Regions from separate parts of the Danio rerio genome. Here region 1 is linked to region 2. The links are chromatin contacts, called in public Micro-C maps. All regions are on one chromosome and are shown on one strand. Each heading gives the region's core, a stretch centred on a gene start, on an enhancer-like site or on the middle of the called end of the contact. The rest is flanking DNA. Distances are from core to core; before and after follow the strand shown. Region 1 holds the start of slx4ip (SLX4 interacting protein). Region 2 overlaps sptlc3 (serine palmitoyltransferase, long chain base subunit 3).

Region 1 (3,341 bases), core at 833-3,332, 640 kb before region 2:
TTCCACAAGGTGTTTGTACACTTTGATTGCCGTGGATGTCCTAAGCCCATATTTTTTGGTGTTTTCAATAAGTGTGAGTGTAAAAATCCCCATAAACAGCCCTGAGTCACTGTAACGTGTGGTGTGATGTTGAAGAGCAGTTGAGATCAGTTTGAGAAGCGGCTCAGACATTTCTAGTCGTTTGAGAAGCGCTGTTGAGGTTGAAGTTGTCAAGACGTGGCCCCCAACGTTGTTGTGTATTTGTTTCAGTCTGCCGGTAGGTCCATAGGCTGTGCTGAGTATGTTTCTTAATAGAGTGATCTTTTGGCAGATGGTACTGTTGGAAAGAGGTTCGTCTGTGCATAATGCTGGCTTCTTCTTACTAATGCGAGACATGCTGTGGCTTAATTTGAAAAAATTGGCTAAATCAATGTAGGTCAGTTACTTTGACAAGAATAGATGGTATGTATATAGTATTATAGAAAAGGTTAAGTATTGATTAAACTGGTATATGAATACCTATAGGTAGGCCCACACAGAATCTGTGCACGCAGATTTTTAGCCCATGGTTGCGTCTATATATTTACTTGAGTAAAAGTGTGTAAATTTATATTTATTCAGTATTTAAATTAATGTTAATGAATTTAAAGTAATATTATTGACTAATATGAAAATGTTCTTATGATTAATTTACAATACAGTTTGTATTGTATTGTATTGTATTGTACTCGCTTTATTTTACTAATTAAGTGGATCTAATTGGATTTGCGTTGTATACATTAAATAAAAGTTTAAAAGGTATTATTTTTTATTTCATATATCAAGTTTCAGTAATGATACTCCCAAAATCTTTTAAATTTAAACATTTTCTGTGCAGAAATAGCTAAAAATGTCCGCAAATTCTGTCTGGCCCAACCTATAGGTAACTGTATATATAACGTCCTATGACTGTTGCCATTCACTAGTTATTTTAAATGACAAAACAATATTTAACAATCATAACACAATTGGAACCATTTAACCTGAACCAGATAAATAAAAATGTCTAAAAATGCATTGTTTTCAGTGAGGGAATTCATTTTTGCAATTTTTCATCTAAATAATTATTTATGTTTCATACATTATGACAGTTTTTGAGCAATCTTTAGTTATTATCTATTTATTTCATTGGAATATATGTGCATTTTAAAAAAAAAATCTTACATATGAAATATTAAGTGATTATTTTTGATGAGATATTAAATTATACTATTTCAATATTTACATTAACATATTAAATAATTTATAATACACTAAGGCAATTTGATTCTTATCAAAATTTATTTTGCATCTGTTTATAGTTAGCAACTTGTTTATAAGTTAACAAAAGGTCATATATGTAGTAATAACATGGTAAAATCATGGTAACGTTGAAAATATTTACGACTTTAATTTGCTCACGAGATGTTGCTGATATAAATATGGTTTTGTTTAAAAAAACAAAGTTCCAAAATATTAATATTATAAATATTATAAACGGCTAAATAGTTACGTTATAACAAAGTATCTTTTAAAGTCTTTGGTTATAATAATTCAGATAGTGTTATGTGGTTATTTATTATGAGGTCAGTACATTTTATTTGTAGTCTACAAAGTATTGTACTTTAACCACTCATTATAACATAGCGTTACTACACTTATCTTTTACTTAATAGCAATATCTTCTTTCATATAACAACTAATAACAAACCTAATAGCTTATAAAACGCGCATATTTAGCGTCATACATACCAAAATTCAGCTTATATCTTAACTAACTGAAGAAAGAACAGCCAAAGGAACATTAAACCGTACCGCACAAACCAGGCAGATGGTGTTTATGTGCTGCACATGATCTCATAGAGTAACTAAACTATGCCAGTTAAAAAGTGTTTTACAAAATAAATGGATAAATTAATGGTTAAATTATGAACAGCAAGCGCTATTCATGTTTTGTGTCCTTTTATGTAAGCTGAGATATATCGTTCAGGATATTTCACAATTTACGTAAAATAGCAATCACCGCTGTCTGGCAAAAATATAGCTTCCTACATCCGGCTACGTCTCTATGACAACTGGTAGCGCTGGGGTCCTTACGTGACACAGGGCATGTTTCAAACCATCGGCGGGAGATTAAAGTTTCGTTCATTGCGGCTATTTTATTGTCATTCTCGACTAAATTGTGATTAAACATGTTAAATATTTATTGTACGTTACATTCAAATAACCCATGTATATTGTAAGCCAGGTCTGAGTGCCGCATAATCGCCCTTCTGCTTTGTGTTTTGAATTTGACTTGTATCTGTCACAATCCAAACACGTGAGTAGCTGCTTCACTCTAATGACTTGACGTTCATCACTGAATGCTCAAAATATCAGCAATAAATAAAAAGTATTTGTGTTTATCTAGATGGGGGAAATCTAACGACTGAATTTGAACAGGATGGAGCCCTCGAAATTTGTGGTCAAGGTAAACTTTTCATTTTATCAGTTTATCTTAGAATCTTCGTTGCTTTTGTGTTTTATTTTTACAGTAATTGTAAAATTAGTGGTTGAGACAAATGAAATCGAAGCTGTAATTTCACAATTTTGACGTTTTGTGTCTGAATGTTTACAAATGTATGTCGTTATGCCAGCCTTATTGTTTTATGAATGTGTTGTTACCCTTTATGCAGTGATCATGATTATCTTCATATCATCATAATTTAGAATTCGTAACCTTGGAGTTATGTCCAAGTTTCTGTCTGCGTTCTGAATGATTTTGAGGTATTGAGCTTTAAAGTTTTTGCACTGAATAGCAAACAGTATGTGTGTAACATTTTTTTATTTTTTATAAAAAGGCTTAAAATGTAAACAATAATAAAAAAACATCCCATAATGTAAATAAGTTGTCATTTAATAAGAATATATGAATATCTCAATTTGGACAAAAATGTCAGGTAGAACCTTATAATTCTAAGGTGACAAATTGTTTATCATGATTTTGAATTTTTAAGTCGTTACTGTGATTTACCAAAGATTATGGCTTCCATATAATAAATTATGATAAACCTAAAGAAACGAGTGTATTCAATGCTTAAGAGATCGTTGAAACAAAAATAAATAATAAATTCTGAAAAAAATGAGTTTTTCTGTTTTTGAAAGCTTCAGGTATTTCTGATTTGTGACTTGGAGTTGAGACAGAGGGTATAGTTAGCTCAGAGAAAAAAGTTTGTGGATTTTGTTTTGTCGTAGTTGTATTTGTCTTGATTTCTCAAAACTTGTGTTTTTTTTGTGTGGGTGAGTTGCATACATAGTCAGCTACAAAGACCAGGGTGAGCTAATGTTTGGAGTTCTGTCAAAAA
Region 2 (3,469 bases), core at 394-2,893:
GGGGGAAACTGGAGCACCCGGAGGAAACCCACGCCAACATGGGGAAAACATGCAAACTCCACAGAGAAATGCCATCTAATCCAGCCGAGGCTCGAACCAGTGACCTTCTTGCTGTGAGGCGAACGTGCTACCCACTGTGCCACCGTGCAGCCCTACTATAAATGAATGTAATATATGACTTGCCACTTTAAAAACTGGACAACCAATGAGATATGCTTTTTGATCACATGCCGAGAGCTTTTACAGTAAAACACTACTTGGTGGCGCTCAAGTGCAAAACATTCTAACTGAGTGCACAGCAGTTATAGACCAGACTTAGATGGATGGGTTTAAGCGAAACAGTCAGTCTGTTAAATAAACTGAATGTTATTTACAAAATTATCACCTTTAAGCTAACGTGACGGTAGCCATTGACTTATATTTTATGAATCACAGAGGACTAGTTTAAGCTAAAAATCTTCAACTGTATAATTGTTATATTCGAAAGACAGTTAGTGACCTATATTTTGAATACCCTGAGGGTATTAACAGCACAATTTCATTGTTAGATGAACTTTCCCTTAAATGTTTACTTTGAGTGTTATCCATCATTTGTAGATAAGTGCGTAATGTTCAGAAGTCAAAAGATGGAACTTGACATTAATCCTGCTGGAAGATACATAATCAGAAGCAGACTATAGCATTTTTTTTAAAGTTTCTCTTGTTGGTGTCTGCTTATACCCATTGGATTGACATTGAACAGCTCCTCCTCTTTTAAATAAAACAGCCAATAGCGTTTTATCACAGCTTTGCCAGTGTAAGTGGTTGAGCTTAAGCTCATCAAATGAAAAGCAAATGAGAAGCGTCTTAAAGGGGGTGGGACATGACAGATAGTAGAGTGCATTTGATTGGTCAATATTTGATAAAAACTGACGTATGAGGATAGCTTGAAGAGATCCTTGTAGACTAACATACTGATACTAACATCCAAAAACGTTTTAGATGTTAAAAGAGATTTCATGTTTTAGATTTTAATTTCGCTGAACCTTTAAATTCCCTAAATGTGCTGCAGACACAGAATATTCGGAGAGGGCCTTTGTTTTAGCTTTGTTGCTTCATTAATTATATAAGAACTTGGTGAAGGAAAGAATTGAGCATTTTAAAAATAAAAAACCTAAAATCAAATTTTGTCATTTCACTTCAAATGTTTTGAGTAACGTACATTTTGAAGTGAGTAGGGGGGTTTCCACTGCACACCAAAAAGTTTTGACTCCAAACGTCCATAGCCAACCTGCATGACAGCATAACAAATGTAAACAAAGGCAGAGTTTGACATTTAGGCCCACACACCTTCCGATTTCACGTGTCACTCTTCCTATTCACGTTGTTCTTGGCCTGAAAGCTTTGTTTAGGTGAGTGTATTTCAGGACTGCGTGGATAAAGAAAGCAGGCTGTGTCCACATTGGCCTTCACTGGCCTAAATATGTCCACCTGTTTGAAATGAGGCCACTTTAATGAGACACTATATGGAACAGCCTTTTCTTTGGTCCTTTTGTCACTTTATATTCATGGAGATAGAAGGGAAGGGGAGAAGTTTGTAGGGTAAAAGTGGAGGAATGAGACCAGGATGTGACACAGGTCAGAATCCAGTTTGTAGTTCAACTCTGCCATCTGTTGGCCAGTTTGTAACATTACAATGTCTGTTTATTAGAAGCTTTGGGCTAGTTGTTTATAATGTGTTTTTGGGCTTATTTACATAATGCACTCATGCATTTGGGCCTACACAATAAATGGGACCAACCAATAATAGTGCCCTTGAATATCCCAGTGTGCAATTAGAACTCGGTTTCACATAACATCACTATTAATCATTGTAATTTATTTCCCTTTCCTTCAATGCTTCAGGCTTTGCCAGTCATTCCCCCTAGGATACAATTATTGGAAAGGTTTTTTTGCAGTAAGATGCAATTTAGCTTCGGTTAATGTTTGTTTTATGCAAGTTCATGCTGTAATAAATCAGATCATTGAATTCAAGTAATTTACCTGATAAAGAAACACTCTTCCACATACACAAACAGCTATTTAGACTTATTTTGGTGATGTAGGGCAACTATTTTGTATATATTTGACATCTTTTTTTTTTTTTTAGTCCTACTCTGGGAATAGTGACATATTCAATTCAGGTTTTGAATACATGGATTAGCAAACACCAATGTAGTCCTGCATGGCAAAATATGCTTTTATAAATTTGAGTTTTTGACTTGTTTGTAGCCCAAATATCTTAAAGTTCTTAAATCAAGCAACATTTTCTAGACAAGAAAAAAAAACTAAATTAAGTTTTTTTTATTAAGACAAGCTTTTTTTTGCCAATAGGGTGTTAAGTTTAGATTTTCTAAGGCAAAAAAACAACTATTTTGATGACTTAGGTCGATGAGGTTTTGTCTAAATATCAAACAATTCTTAAATCAAGCAGCATTTTTTAGATGAGACATTTTTTACAATTTCTTTACATCATCAAAATTAAAGGTGCTATATGTAAGTTTGACACACAGTGGTTAAACTAGGTATTACATTCCTGGATCAAAACAAAGGAAGCGCAGGTTGCCAGATTGACCAACAGGAGTGAGTCTGACTATCGAACCTAAAGGCTGATTTAAATCGTGTTCTAAATAAAGCAACAGCACGCAAAAGAAGCAATATTTTCCATATTAAAAAGAGTTTTTGTTCTAACCAACACCTCAAATTGATATTTTAGAAACGGCTTCTGTTTCTTGCAGCTGAACAGCAGAAAACAATGATCACCTCAGGTACACCTCATGTGCTTCATTCAGTGTTAAATGCTTTCAATGCGAGTTTGAATGCATTTTACATTACATTTATTGCCATATTACTGAAAGCAGCAGCAGATGGTTTACCTCAGATCTTGAAAATAAAATAAATCGTTTAAAATTCAACTTTAGAACAATGACTCAAAACCAACATATGTACATTTAATAATGTTAAAGAGGTTTAATATTTATTAATTAGACTATACACTTTACTATTTCATGAGTGAGTGCATATTCTGTGCTTCTGAATGCCTGTCGTGTTTCGTCTGGTGCCAAATTGCTTATCACTGCAAATCTTGTCACATAGCATGTTTTGACACGGGGTTACAATGTAACCTGCTCACCTAATGTTTATGTTGGTAATATTTATATTATTTGCTTATTAATGACCTTATGTGGAACTCTAAATTTGCATCGCATTTCGGAGCCTGTTACTGTCCACTGGAGGTCGCATTTCAGTCAGGTACGCATGCTTTCAGAGTCTATCTGAATGATTTAATGAAATATGTGGTTTTCCACCAAGGCAACCTGGGGTGCTGAAATATAATTGGCTAAACTGGCATTGGGCTAGTCAAAGAGCCAAAACAAAGACAGCGTTCTGGCACGGATTGCCTATTTTCAAAGCAGAATACCTGATTTTTAGCATTGTTTTTCAGACAAAC

Evidence for each region. A called contact is a pair of places that touch in the nucleus more often than the background predicts.
Region 1: a contact with region 2 is called in a Micro-C map of caudal fin, with 5 times the contacts expected there. The contact joins the promoter of slx4ip here to the enhancer-like site in region 2. A contact is called at or near these places in 2 of 18 Hi-C or Micro-C datasets (caudal fin and embryo) and 1 of 4 datasets of contacts at active chromatin or transcription factors (caudal fin).

Annotation. Positions count from the first base shown.
Region 1 is chr13:38,930,639-38,933,979 of GRCz12tu, reverse strand. slx4ip (SLX4 interacting protein) reads left to right here and starts at 2,082. Exons shown (of 12, transcript NM_200411.1): 1 at 2,082-2,317; 2 at 2,408-2,467. The coding sequence starts at 2,441. It overlaps mkks (MKKS centrosomal shuttling protein), which reads right to left and starts at 1,810. Exons shown (of 5, transcript NM_200165.1): 1 at 1,750-1,810; 2 at 1-382. The coding sequence starts at 375.
Region 2 is chr13:38,285,770-38,289,238 of GRCz12tu, reverse strand. The region is part of intron 6 of sptlc3 (serine palmitoyltransferase, long chain base subunit 3); the gene reads left to right. Among named protein-coding and RNA genes, the nearest start is that of sptlc3, 27 kb to the left of the region's middle. Within about 2 kb of position 1,643, at least 6 of the 62 cell types and tissues checked have an H3K27ac peak or open chromatin away from gene starts, as enhancers often do. A contact at or near this core is called in caudal fin, where this site is marked.